Linked DNA regions of Astyanax mexicanus: region 2 is linked to region 1. Evidence: chromatin contacts called from public Hi-C data. All regions are on one chromosome and are shown on one strand. The core of a region is the stretch at or near the end of the contact, and the rest is flanking DNA. Distances in the headings are between cores, read along the strand shown.

Region 1 (7,141 bases), core at 3,722-6,221:
GCTGCTACAGTTTTTAAACACCTAATGAGCTTACACACTGCACTACACTGCCATGGTAGCAGACTCCAATTGGATTCAAATGTTTCTCCAGTGGTTTGGCGCTGCCGCTGAGCAGTGCGTAACTATGCCTCCACTAACACTAACACTTACCGTGGCCAAAGTTTAACGTGATTCAAATTAGACCTCGCAGCAGAAAACACATGATGTGACTCACGCAACCAGGGAAAAACTGTAAGAAGCAAGGCGAGAGACTAATATTAACGATTAGTGAACACCCTCAGCTGTAAATCACTTCCCTACACTTATAGAAATAATAGGAGGAAGAGCAGAATCAGAGCTTTATTCTGTGTCCCTCTAAGAGGTGACACTCGGCGTCAGCAGCAGCACAACGCAACCACACATGGCCAGCGTCTAGCAGAGTGACATACCACACGCAGTGTGTAAGCACCTTTAGTGTGTCCACCCACCAAAATATCCAGCCAGCAGTGTCCTATGGACACTAATGAAGTGCTAGAAGATGACCAACACTGTAAACTTTGCAGCAAGAGATTCAGGTTTATCTACGTGGTGCAGCAGCTGTAGGTAGGAGTGTCTAATAGAGCAGAGGACAGCAAAGTGAACAAGTGGATGAAAGGAGGATTAAAGTCTGCAGAGAATCAGAAGGACTAAAGTCTATAATTACAGAAATACGAATATGTGGATGGAGGTGGTGTTGGTAAAAGGTGTTTTATCCCAAACCCTATTACTTATCACAACAAATTCTTAAGCTGATAATCGTTTGTCTGAAAGTATCGCACCAGCCTTGTTTTGTATACTGTATCTGCATGTTAGCGAGAGAAAAAGAGAGAGAAATAGTAGCGTGAATAACTTATATACTGTATAAGAGTCTCACTCGCTCTCTATCTGTCCCTCACCACCCCCTGGAGGGTGTAACCAAGGCAACAGTGCCCACACAGAAATGCCAGCAAATGCCACTGAAATGGTAACAAGCAGTGGGCTGATTACACATGGCCCAGAGGAAGAGGAGCAGCGAAGAGGGGGAATCTCTCTTCTCACGCTGCAGCTCTGGGACAGACTTCTCCAGTGTATTTCAACCAATTCCTGTAGTTTACAGTCTGTTTCCACAAACTAGAGACAGTGAAATTGCTCTGGGAGAAGGACTTACCACCCATGACTGCTGTCCTAAGTTTGCTTTAGGGTTCTGTTCCAAGTTTATGTTGTATTAAATCTAAGCCTATTATGATAACAGTTTGTTTGCATCATTTTAACACCATTTCATGCCACTGATGTAATGGTAATGCAGGAACTAGGTGGGAGTGTCTAATACAGTAAACACATGGATCAGTCACAGCAGTGCTGCTGGAGTTTTTAAACAATATGTACCAGCACAAAGAAAGTATGCAGAGAAAAAAACTACAGAGACTACAGTTTAATGTTAAATAACCTAAATACATAAAACAAATAAAATGAGTAAATATAGTCAAAATACTTGCGTATTCTTGAAAATAAAAACATCAGTAATATTGAGGTCATGCACATATTTTGTACAACAAGGTGATAACATAATTATTGTGACAGGACTAATTATACAACAAAAACTCCTTTCATATCAAAGACCTTTCATATCAAGCGAGATTAGTAGGGGAACTCTCACCAAATCCAATAGGTTTTTTTTTGCCTTCTCTGCTCAGATTGATTTTAAAATATCTGTACAATGCACAAAGTTGAAAACAAATTATCATAATCCTTCAGTTTAGAACATAATTAAAAAAGAAATTCTGTTTATATGGTGTTTATTTGAAGTCTATGATTTTTAAAAGACAAGAAACCCAAAAGTAATGGAAGGTAAATAGATTAGCTTAAGTGCCCCTCAATTAGATTAGATCCATATATATATATATATATATATATATATATATATATATATATATATATATATATATATATATATATATATACATACACATACCTGCACATATACATAAACATACATATGGGTAAATATATTGCGAAATCTATTCATTCGTTGGTTCTCCTAAAATGCTGTTAACAAAAGGTTCAGTTGAGGTCAGTATGTTGAATGATTACAAACCAAGATTAAAAGAAGTGTCCACAATCATTAGACATGGTGTGTATGGAGAGAGAGCAAGATATATATATATATATATATATATATATGTTTTTCATACTCACTCACTGTCTCTCTCTCTCTCTCTGCAGGATGTTTGATGTGGGAGGCCAGCGATCTGAGAGAAAGAAATGGATCCACTGTTTCGAGGGCGTCACTGCAATCATCTTCTGTGTTGCCATGAGTGCCTACGACCTGGTGCTAGCTGAGGACGAGGAGATGGTGAGTCTCGCCTTATTCATCTGTTTACTTTGTCTACCTGCTAGGAAATGTCATGGAGAATCTTGAAGATGGGATGGTTAGCATGCACCCTTGTCATTATTCTGGTTTATAGACTCATTTATAGCACAAGATCATAAAAGACGTGGAAATAAATATTCAGACAGGTCTGAAAGGGGGAGAAAATCTGAAGAATGTGTTAAAATTTGTTTTGCCAGACTGAGAGCTCATGTGCAAGATGCACAAGTAATTCAAAAACAAGCTTATTGGTTTTTTTTTAACCTGTCTAGTCTTATTGTTGTAGCATCTGATTTGTTTGCTATGTTTTCACTGTGCACATGATTTTTGTCTCAGCCTATTTTTCACAACTCCGCTGAGCAGTCTAAGCATTTATTTTGTTGTTCCCTTTCTTGTTTTCCTCCACTCCCTCTTGTACTCTCACCCTGTCAGAACCGGATGCATGAGAGCATGAAGCTGTTTGACAGCATCTGCAACAATAAGTGGTTCACGGAGACGTCCATCATCCTCTTCCTCAACAAGAAAGATCTGTTCGAGGAGAAGATCGCACACAGCCCTCTGACCATCTGCTTCCCTGAGTACACAGGTACAATAGTCGACCTTACTTCAGCACTGAAGTACACACAAATACACAAGTATCCAACCACAGTCCTTCCATAAGCATCTGGTTCCCTTTATAGAGTACTGAGGTCCAACAAAAATAATTCTCCAGACACCCAGTAATAGCAAAAGTAGTGAGAGCCAATCTGTAATCAAGCACCCAATTGTAATAGAGTACTGAGGTCCAACAAAAATGATGTTCCAAACATACATTTACAGGAAGAGGATTGCGGTCCAACCACAATCTTTACCCAAGCACCTTAACATGCAATCACTGTAACAATTGAGGTCCAACCACAAGTATCCAATTATAATAGTCCATAACGCCAACAAAAAACATGCTACAAACACCCAGTTACAGTAAGAGTATTGAGGTCCAAACATAATCTCTACTCAAGCACTAAATTGTGAGTAATGAGGTCCAACAAAAATCACGCTATGAACATGCAATTACAGCAAGAGTATAGAGTTCCAACCACCTTCATTCCTTAAGTATCTAATTACAACAGAGTCCTTAGGTCAAATAAAATCACATTCTAAATACCCACTTACAGCAAGAGTATTGAAGTCCAACTGTACAAGCACAAAATTGTAAGAGTTCTGAGGTCCAACCACCTTCCTTCCTCAAGTATCCAATTATAACAGAGTCCTTAGGGCCAACAAAAACCATGCACCAAACACCCACTTACAGGAAGAGTATCCAACAAAAGGATTGACATCACAAGCATTCAATTATAAGAGTACACAGGTCCAACAAAAATTATGTTCCAAACAGCCACTTACAGCTTATTGATGGAGTATTGAGGTCCACCCACAAGCTGTACTCAAGCACAAAATTGTAATAGAGTATTGAGGTCCAACAAAAATCTCACTATAAACATCCAATTACAGCCAGAGTATTGAGGTCCAACCACCTTCCTTCCTCAAGTATCCAATTATAACAGAGTACTTAGGTCCAACAAAAAGTATGCTCCTAACAGCCACTTACAGCAAGAGTATTGAAATCCACCCAGAATCTGTACTCAAGCACCAAATTGTAAGAGTACTGAGGTCCAACAAAAAGCTCGCTATAAACATTAAATTACAGCCAGAGTATTGAGGTCCAACCACCTTCTTTCCTCTAGCATCCAATTAGTCCTTCAGCCCAGCAAAAATCATGCTCTAATCAGAGGTCCATCCACCGTTCTCCCTCTGGAGTCCTTAGGTCCAACAGAAAACATATTCTAAACACCTAATTATAACAAAAGGACTGAGGTCCAACTACAGATCTTTCCTAAATTAATCAGTAGAGTACTGAGGTCCAACAAAATTCACATTCTTTACACCAAGTTACAGCAAGAGCACACAGTTGTAACTAAGCATGATTTTTGTTGTCCCTCAGTATTCTGTTACAAGAGTTCAACCAAAGTAGTTCTTGCAGGACCCAGTTTTTTACATCTAGTTACAGCAAGAGAACTGAGGTCCAACAAAATTAAGGGCTTCTTCCTCAGACACCCAATTAATCTGTAAAAATGTTAAATGGCCGTGCTTACCTCCTCCTCTCCGGTCTGTCTTTAGGTGCCAGCAAGTACGACGAGGCGTCAGAGTACATCCGCACCAAGTTTGAGGATCTGAACAAGAAGAAAGACACCAAGGAGATTTATTCCCACTTCACCTGCGCCACCGACACCAAGAACATCCAGTTCGTCTTCGACGCCGTCACTGATGTCATCATCAAGAACAATCTGAGGGACTGCGGACTCTTCTAGTGGAAAAGCTGAGGAAGGGCCGAGGTGAGGGCTCACTCTCATTTTAGTATTTCCTAATTATTTTAGCCCTGTAAACAATTTAAGGCTATTTAAATGTTTAACGATTTCTCTTTGTATATTTTTCATACTTTATCTTTTTGTCCCTCCCCTCTCTCAGATTACTTGAACTGTATTGATGAGCAGGTGAAGGAGAGGAATGCGTTCTGACTGACTGCACTGGCCGATTATAACTGATTCCTGCTTCAGCCTGGTTATGGAAAGCTGGAGAGCCTCAGAGGTCCAAGACGCCGAACACAGAATTCAGCAAACGCCAACCCCCTAACCCCCCCACCCCTCAGACAACCAGTGTTTTCCTTCCCTCTTTCCCCTAACAGTTATTTTAATGTTTGATTTTAGAAAGCAGCTCCATCCATCATGTATTATTAACCTCTTTGGGTTTTGACCACAAATCAACAATTATTGTATTATTTTTTTTATTGATGTTTTTCCATTGTTTATTTTTCTCTTCATTTATTTTTCCAATAATAGCAGAGACGACTTTTTATATGAATACTTTCATTTTACTCTTGAAAATCTGATGTGGAAATTTTATTAAAAACTTTTAATTGCGTAAAAGTGCATTTTTATAAAAACAGCAGACACTCAGAGAGAAATAAGATTGAAAAGGAATGTTTTTTTTTTTTTTTTTTAACAATGTTTACATGTCATCATTTATAGCCAAACAAAACGTCATCCTGCATGATGGAAGCCTGATAGCTGATATATTACCATAGTAATCTCTACACAATCTCATAACATTCCTTTTTAAAATTAAATGAAATAAAAAGAAGAAAAAAATACAAAAACTAGAAAAAAAAAGACCTGAGAGGACGCAGGAGGTCGTGCTGAACTTGAGCTGAGGATATTTAATGTATGTATGTAAGAATAGTTCTTCTCCACTTGTGTCTACCCACCCATTCCACCCTCTTGTTTTTTGCTTTCTGTTTTTTGCCTTTATTTCTATTGGATTCGTAGATCCTGTTTTATTTCTCTTTCCTTCGTCACCGCCTTTCTCTTCCTACTGTACACTTTTGTCACCATGTAAGGAGAAATAGTTATTAACTAATGAGAGTCAAAAAGTCTAATTGAGTTAAAAAGGGTAGTTTTTTTGGTAAAGTTTTAAAATGCTTTGAGAATCCTATATAATGATTTAATTTAAATAAAAGTTGTCACTAGAGGCTGATTTGTCGCTTTTCTTTGTTTTAACACTTATTGTGTCTACAAAGTTAATAAGCAGTGAATTTATACTGTATTTGCATTTATTACAGTTTTGCAAAGTAAAACACAGTACTCTTGTTTTTAGTAGTTTTAAGTTTACCTTCATTTTACTTTTATTATTAGGAGCCACTACTATCCTCCTACACTTTACAACATATCAACACTATTGCAGCTTTAAAGCAGCTACATTGCTTTTAAAGCAGTGCAATAGTATACATCTAGAAAGGTGTCTGAAGGTAAATTAAATAGGAATGCATTAAAATGTGCCTGTAAACCCTTTCAGAATTTTTCTACAGGTCAAATTTCAACATTTTTTAAGCTACAAGCACTAAATTTGGCACAACCATAGTACCAGTAGAATAGTTTTATGCTGTATGATAGTTGTGCAAATAAGCTTACACTTTTTATTAAAATATGGGTAAAAAAAATAAATAAATTGGGGCAAAAGTTTTGGCTCCCTACATTTTAGCTTTAATATCATACTTGCATTTTCTGCATGAAACTCCACTTTGTAGTATTACTTATGAAAATGATCTGTTCTTCTATCTACTCCCAGTCTAGTTTTTTTTTTCTTATTCCATCTGATTTAAAATTAAAAACTGTGGTGGACCAGGTCTGCTAAAACAATAAAGATATATTAAAATGAATGTAGGTGTTGGATGGTAAAAATAAATACCATTAAAAAAATAATAATACATAAATGCAATTAATGCAGAAAATAGCAGTTTGTTGTCATTCTGCTCTTTAAAACATCTCAACAACAGCTCTTCAAATAAGAGGAAAAAAATATATATCTCACTTGTGGTGGTTTCGAGCCAGTTCAGGGTGACTGGGTCAGACCTGTGTATCAGCAGGTGAGGAAGAGGAAGCCACTTCATCCAGCCAGCGGTGCTCACCTGTCGCTGAGTTACACAGGTAACTCCGATCAAACACTGGAAGCACAGCAGGAAACGTAAAGCTAATATAGAATTAGGTTAAAAATGTGTAATATTTGTGATAAACTGCTGAAGAGGTCAGAGTTCAGTTCAGCTCTAAAAGATGATTTAGTGTCTGCTCCCTGCATGATTTCCCAGGAGAAAGGAGATTAAATGTTCAAGCACATTAACTTAATGACCAGATCTCTTGATTATTCATGAAGCTGCATTACAGGTTTAATTAAAATCTTACATTT
Region 2 (6,957 bases), core at 145-2,644, 79 kb before region 1:
AGTGGCCAGTGAGTGGAGGTACAAGGTAGTTAGGTGTTTCTAATAAAGTGGCCACTGAGTGGAAGTGCATGGTAGGTAGTATTTCTAATAAAGTGGCCAGTGAGTAGAAGCACAAGGTAGGAGTAGGTGTGTCTTATAAAGTGGCCACTGAGTGGAAGCACCAGGTAGTAGTAGGTGTTTCTAATAAAGTGGCCACTGAGTTAAAGCACAAAGTAGGTAGGTGTTTCTAATAAATTGGCCAGTGAGTGGAAGTGCAAGGTTTGGAAGTGAAAGTACAAGGTAGTTAATAGGTGTTTCTAATAAAGTGGCCACTGAGTAGAAGTACAAGGTATTTAAGTAGGTAGGTGTTTCTGATAAAGTGGCCAGTAAGTGGAAGCACAAGGTAGGTAGGTGTTTCTAATAAAGTGGCAAGTGAATGGAAGCACAACATGGGTAAATGTTTTTAATGAAGTGGCCACTGAGTGGAAGCTCAATGTAGGTAGGTGTTTCTAATAAAGTGCCCCATGAGAGTAGATGCAAATGGTTAAGAGTTTCCGATAAAGCGGCTGAAATTGACCTGCTATGTGCATAAATGGACGAAAGAGGGCAGCAGAGAAAAGCCAATGTTTTTCAACCTGCTATAAATCTGACTGCCACCAACCTCAATTCATTAATTAAGGAAGATTTTATTTATAATAATAAAAAAGTATTATCAAAATAAGCAATTCACTTAATAATGGACGTGCAAGGCGTTTAAAATTATTTTAATATTCGGGATATGGGACCTTCATGTATATAACTATTTTTCAGAAAAAACAAAAAAATTATACGCTTGTATTGTTCATTGTGTTGTGTTATTGCAATAAAGAAAGACATTATAATCGTGTAGTTTTAACCGCGTTGTACTTAATCATGTGGTTTCTAGTGTAATCCTACCAAATAAAAAAAAATGTTGACCAACAATTAAAAAACGTGGGATAATCGCATTACTATATACATTAAATCAGTTGACTGAGAATAAAAACTAAACAAAATCATTCCTTAAAATATGTCTAGCTTCATAGAAATGTATAGCATTTGTATACAGTATAAATCGTCTTTATGTCTTAAGTAAGCACTTTGGTTGTTATTATTATTATTATTATTATTATTAATATTAAAATATATTTGTTTTGGCTGTGTTGTTCTTAATCATACGGTTTGCAGATGCAAATTTAAAGTCTAAAGTAAATTAATTATAATTATAAGTTCTTTTTTTACATATGTAATTAATTTAAGCGAAAAATAAAACACGAGAAAAGAGAAATATTTACGAAAAAATAGACAAAACAGACTACATTTCCCATGATCACCCGCGGCTCAGCGTTTGCTGGTGGGCGGGGCGGAGCGCGCGCGTCCCGCTCTGTGGCTGTGAGGAACTCCTCAGCTATTCGGGTGTGGCGCTTCAGCGACCAGAGAGCAGAAATCAGAGCGGGGCCGCGGCGGGGTAGCGGAGCGCTGGTCGGAGGCTGTCGGGCGGCACTGATTAACGGCGTGGAGAAGAGAGCGGGGCTGAGAAATCCGCACACGGCGGCGTTTTTCTCCCGTTTTTCTGCTGTGTTTAGAGCGCGAGCGAGATCCAGGGCTGAGGGCTCGAGCTGCTGCTGCTGTTGCTGCGCGCGGGCGGACCGTTCAGAGTCTGTTTGAAAACTTTACGTTAGTTTTTGGTGTTTTTTGGTGGATTTCGGCGAATTTGCTGTAAAGACTCGCGATTTTCACTGTCTAAGTAATGTTAAACTACTTAACTTCTTCAGTTTTGGATCCGTAAAGCCGCTGTTTTTACCTTTTTCTTAATATTTTTCGCATTTGAGTTTTCTAAGTTTGGCTGTTCGTTGATTAACGTCAAAAGTTAGCTTAGCTAAGCTAACTAACGTTAATCTGCAGCGGCTGGATTTCACCTGTAGCTAATTACAGCTAGCTAACCAGAGTTTCCCTACTTTTAAAACTACTTTTTTGACTCAGAAAAGGGGAAGTTGGCAGGTTAAAAGCGGCCAGGGGCCCCAAACACACACAAACAAGCAGTTAAAGAGGATAAAATCCTCATTTTTTTCTCTAAAGTACCGTTTTTAACCTCCGGCGCCCTGAAGCGAGCACTCATGGGGTGTACCGTCAGTCAGGAGGACAAAGCGGCGGCCGAAAGGTCCAGGCATATCGATAAAAGCCTGCGAGAGGACGGAGAGAAGGCTGCGAAAGAAGTGAAACTCCTGCTGTTGGGTAAGTGTCTGCAGATCACCCCCTTTAAACTGTCTCTCTCTCTCTTTCTGTGCGTCTCTCTCTCTGTCCGTCTCTCTCTCAGTTCTCTCTCTCATGGCTGAAAGTAATGATTATTTTGGTAGTCGACTAATCTGAGGATTATTATTTTGGTTAGTCGATTAGTCAACGATTATTTCTATTATGTCGTCTATCTCTGAAACAAATAGAAACAGCATTTAAATGTCTAGATGTTGTTTAAACGTGGAAAGTACTGATATTAATTTAAAGTAATTATATTTATTAAAGTAATTAAATAGTAATTAAATATGTAATCTGTTGTGTTTGCACAGTTTTGGATACAATCTAAATTGAGTGTAATCTGTGTGAGTGAGCCATTTACCCATCTCCCATTGCTGTTCTGTCCCCAGCACTTTGTGTAGTGCAGTTCTGTTACAAATTAACATCAACAATCATGTCGACAATTATTATGGCCAATTAAAAGCCAAGAAATCAGTGTCTCAGAAAATTAGAATATTATATAAGACCAATTGGTCATTTTGGCAGTGTGGGAAGTGTGCCAAGACCTGCAGGAAAATGAAATCCTAATCCTTATCTCCTTAAAAGTTATCAGCAGAGGAAGTATTAAGCGCTGTTAGATTTTGTGGGGAAACACTGGACTGACCATTATTGACATTCATGATCAGTAAATTTTGAATTTCATTTGGAAATCAAGGGAGCAGAGTCTGGAGGAGGAGTGGAGAGACACACAGTCCAAGCTGCTTGAGGTCTAGTGTGAAATTTCCACAATCAGTGATGGTTTGGAGAGACATGTCTTCTGCTGGTGTTGGTCCACTGTGTGTTATATCAAGTCCAAAGTCTCCAAATGTTTCCTGGAAAATCTTACAGCACTTCAAGCTTCCCTCTGCTGACAACTTTTATGGAGATGCAGATTTCATTTTCCAGCAGGGCTTGGCACACTGCCCACTGTGCCAAACATACCAGTTGGTCTTATATAATATTCTAATTTTCTGAGACACTGTACATATCAATATCAGAATTGTATCATGTCCACTAAAAAAAAAAAAAAAAAAATTGTGATATAAAATTTTGCCATATCGTCCAGCCCTCACTCAGTGTATGCAATATTGCAGTAATCTGAATGATATTGGACATACATCTGATTGATGTTTTATGTATCAAGCTGCAAAAATTACTAGTGTGTTTAAATTGTTTTGCTATAAAAAATAGTGCATCTCCTGCAATGTCTGTTGCACATGCATGCTCTTCAGTGCCAAAGTTTGGAATCTTAGTGTTTTACTAGATCTTTAATGTACATGTAAATGTTTAACACTATAGTAGATATAATCTCATTTTAAGTGAGGAACGGCAGCTTTATCAGGTTATTATGTTAGCTACATCACTTAATATTAGCTGTGTGGTGCTATTGCAAATTCCTGAGACCCTGATTACACCTGTTACTTTATTAGACTATTATCTGGATTGTATTCTAATAACATTTTAGCCCTATGCTTTCACATTTGCTCATCGTATTTTTACTAAATGTGGCTTGCCCATATCTAGATACAGTCCTGATACACTCGAAACTAATGAAGTGAACAAGTTTATTCAGGGCCTGAGATTATTATTTTTTTTCTGAACCATCACTTTGAACAGGATGACAGATCCACTTTGCTCTGGTTTGGCACACATTTGGCTCTTATTTCAGCCTAGTAGTTGTTCACAAGCTCTTACACACACCCCCTCTCATTGTTATCTTCAATCTCAGCAGAGCTGTATTTGGCTAGATTGTTGGAAAGTAGGCAAAAGTTGCCAGGGGAGCTTAGAGTTAGGATAAATAATGGGAAACTTGGATCAAAACATAGTTTTGGTGCCATAGACTGTTATATAAACAAAGGAAAATGGCTGAAATACTTTTTTTATTACAAGTTGACATCTTCTTTTATGAGTGCTTTGTATGACAAGTTGCAACATTCTCTCTGTCTCGCTCTCATATATTGTCTCTTTAAAAGAGAACGAGTGGCATGACAGAAATAGGGATTTTTCCATTGACTCAGTCGATTGCAACACGTCTGCCCTTGTGTCATCTGTGGGGAATATTTTGACAGGCTTTGCTGGCACCCGCCTGCCGCGTCCCCTGAGCAGAGCTGCAGTAGGGTCACACTGCAGGCGCACTTTGCTCCCCTCTGCCTCCCTGTTTTGACAGAAATGGAGAATTCTGTGTGTTTGCGCAGGAAAGGACTGTTTTCAGCAGGCCCGTGGCCCAGTCTGCAGGCTTGGCTACGAGCCTGAGCCTGAAGAAAATGTGGAAAGTAAAATCCGGCAGGAGCCGCGTGTCGTAATGCTTCGCCTCTTTCGCTGAACTTGTGTGTGGTGTGATTGAGTGCTGGCAGGCAGCACCATTTGCTGAGTGCGAGTTTCTTTGCCATTTTTATTTCGTCTTCAGTGGATTAAGCCATCACTGTAATTGAACTCTGCTGTAAAATATTACGACGGCAGGCCTTGGAGCGAAATGCTGCAAAGCTGCTTCATCAGTAAGGTACAGATCTGGCTTTTTGGTTGAGCACTGAGGGTACGACTGGGCCTATAATAGAGTCGACCAGAAACCTGAAGTTTAGCATTGCAGTATGCACACACACACGCACCTGAAGAGATCTGAAAGCTTAGTATAAATGTCTGGCACATTTGTGAAACAAGTTTGACACAATACTTAAAAAGAAGCCAAATTTATCAAAATGTCATTTATTAACATTCTTGAAAACCACAAAACATGAAAAATAGAGCTGCAACAGTAACTTGGGTCACATCCGCATTAAAAACTTCATTAATTAATACCGTTTGGTTATCAGTTAACAGTAACAAGACTGTAATGTGTCAAGACTGTATCTGTACTGTTATGAGATATATGTTATGTCTGTCAATGCATGCTGCTTTCAAAGAGACATTCTAAATGACAAGCCTGGTTGAAGTATTACTTGGTGTGTTTATACTGGTCAAAAGTAAAATATGCTTTTTGAAATTATAATTTGATCTTTTATTTTGAGTATTTTGGTTTCTTTCCTTTCATAGAAATTGGAGCCACGTCTTTTGTGACTGAAAATAACTGTCTACTGGGGTGGTAATTTTAGATTTAGTAAAGGCATTGTTTATACATAGCCACAACCGTTCAAAGAACTGATGAAATTGTTCTACCACTCATAGTTTAAGATCAAATAACCCCTTTTCGTAACTATCTAGAACCTTTCTTTACTTGTAACATCAATGCCTTGCATAAGGCCATGCTCACTTGCTGCTCTGCTATAGATAAAAAAAAATAGGGTTTCTAAAACTAGAATTACAGCGGCATAAAAAGGAAACACATTAAATATACCGTATGTTTGATGTGTTCCATGCTTCTTGGTGGATGTGTCCTTTCACCAGACGTAAAACAGAAGCTGTTAATAATCTTGCATAACAATGTTTGTTCCCCAAACACAAGCAGCTCAGATTTCAGGTATGTTAGCTAAATCCCTGAGGGACATGTGTGTAAGTGATTTACTTGTGCAGAGAAACTCTCTTGAGGAGTTTCCCCGCCCCTGCAGTCCCAGCTTCTTGGGCTAATTGCTGCCATTTGGTACGTGTGGCGATCTTAATGAATGTCTTGTGTAATAACAGTGCAGATAAGCTTTCATCAGCTGCAAGGTTTGAGTCACTGTCTCAGGAGGATGTAGCGTGACGCACGGCTAGACGAGTTGGGTCATTTGTGGCTTTGCTGACCTGTGGAACCTACTGTTGGATAATCAGGGGCAATGAAATAAATGATTTGATAATTATAATTGTTGCTTTTTTAATAAACCTTTCATCAATACTTAATCTTTTCTGTATCAATAGAATTGGTATTCAAATTTAAATTAATGTTAGCAAGCTGCCCATTGTTTGTGTGTAAAATACCTCTGAAGATGAAGGTTATTAAGGGCAAAACTTGACACAGACTTTGGCCGATTGTCTCACAGTCTGACAGTTGCATATATTGCATATTGCCAGTAACACCCACACCAAGGTGCCTTCACGTTTGAGTCATGAGAGTTGCTGCTCATGTCTCGTAATGAATGTGTTAAAAGGTCTTAGGTGTTAAATTTGGTGTCTTGCAGCAGTGTTGAGAATGAGCCACCACCCGAATAATAATAGCTGCTCTGTGGTAATCCTGTGGTATTGACCAAAAGTGAAGAACAGTGCAAGAGATAATATAAAATATGCTGAGAAAGTGATACAGTTTCTATAGACTACAGTCTGTAATTACCGAACCTCTATAAAGATCTATAAAGTGCTCAGGGATGTAGCCTGTCAGTGTATATAAGTATTTTTGCCGCCCTTGATGTCTTTTTCACTGCATGGCCAAATGGTTACTACGGCTGTGTTATATCACTCCGTGCAGGTGCGGACCTGTTAGACTGGTTACAGTATCTTTTTCCATTTGCTGTGTTGCTAAATAAGGATCACAAAGTGCACAATGTGTCGTCCATGGCAGTCATTGGATGTGTCTGGTCCAGAGCATACTAACTAAATGCAAAATGGAGAACTGTGACTTTTTACGCCAGCTGGTCCATCTGACTAAGAAAACCATGCCCAGTCTGGTTTCCAAGCCTTCCGTGCTGAAGCTCGTCAGTGTGGAAAAGTCACTAGAACAGTTATTCTCTGTGCTCAGAACCGTGGCGTTGGTTTGTGGACTATAAAACCATAGGGTATTGT

Evidence for each region. A called contact is a pair of places that touch in the nucleus more often than the background predicts.
Region 2: a Hi-C map of muscle shows a contact between it and region 1, with 16 times the contacts expected there. The contact joins the promoter of gnai2a here to the enhancer-like site in region 1. A contact is called at or near these places in 2 of 3 Hi-C or Micro-C datasets (both in muscle).

The regions. Positions count from the first base shown.
Region 1 is chr24:29,672,666-29,679,806 of AstMex3_surface, reverse strand. gnai2a (guanine nucleotide binding protein (G protein), alpha inhibiting activity polypeptide 2a) reads left to right here. Exons shown (of 9, transcript XM_007254555.4): 6 at 2,221-2,350; 7 at 2,798-2,951; 8 at 4,523-4,737; 9 at 4,871-5,930. The coding sequence ends at 4,713. Among protein-coding and RNA genes, the nearest start is that of inka1a, 13 kb to the right of the region's middle. Within about 2 kb of position 4,971, the one cell type or tissue checked has an H3K27ac peak away from gene starts, as active enhancers do.
Region 2 is chr24:29,748,766-29,755,722 of AstMex3_surface, reverse strand. gnai2a (guanine nucleotide binding protein (G protein), alpha inhibiting activity polypeptide 2a) reads left to right here and starts at 1,394. Exons shown (of 9, transcript XM_007254555.4): 1 at 1,394-2,232. The coding sequence starts at 2,115.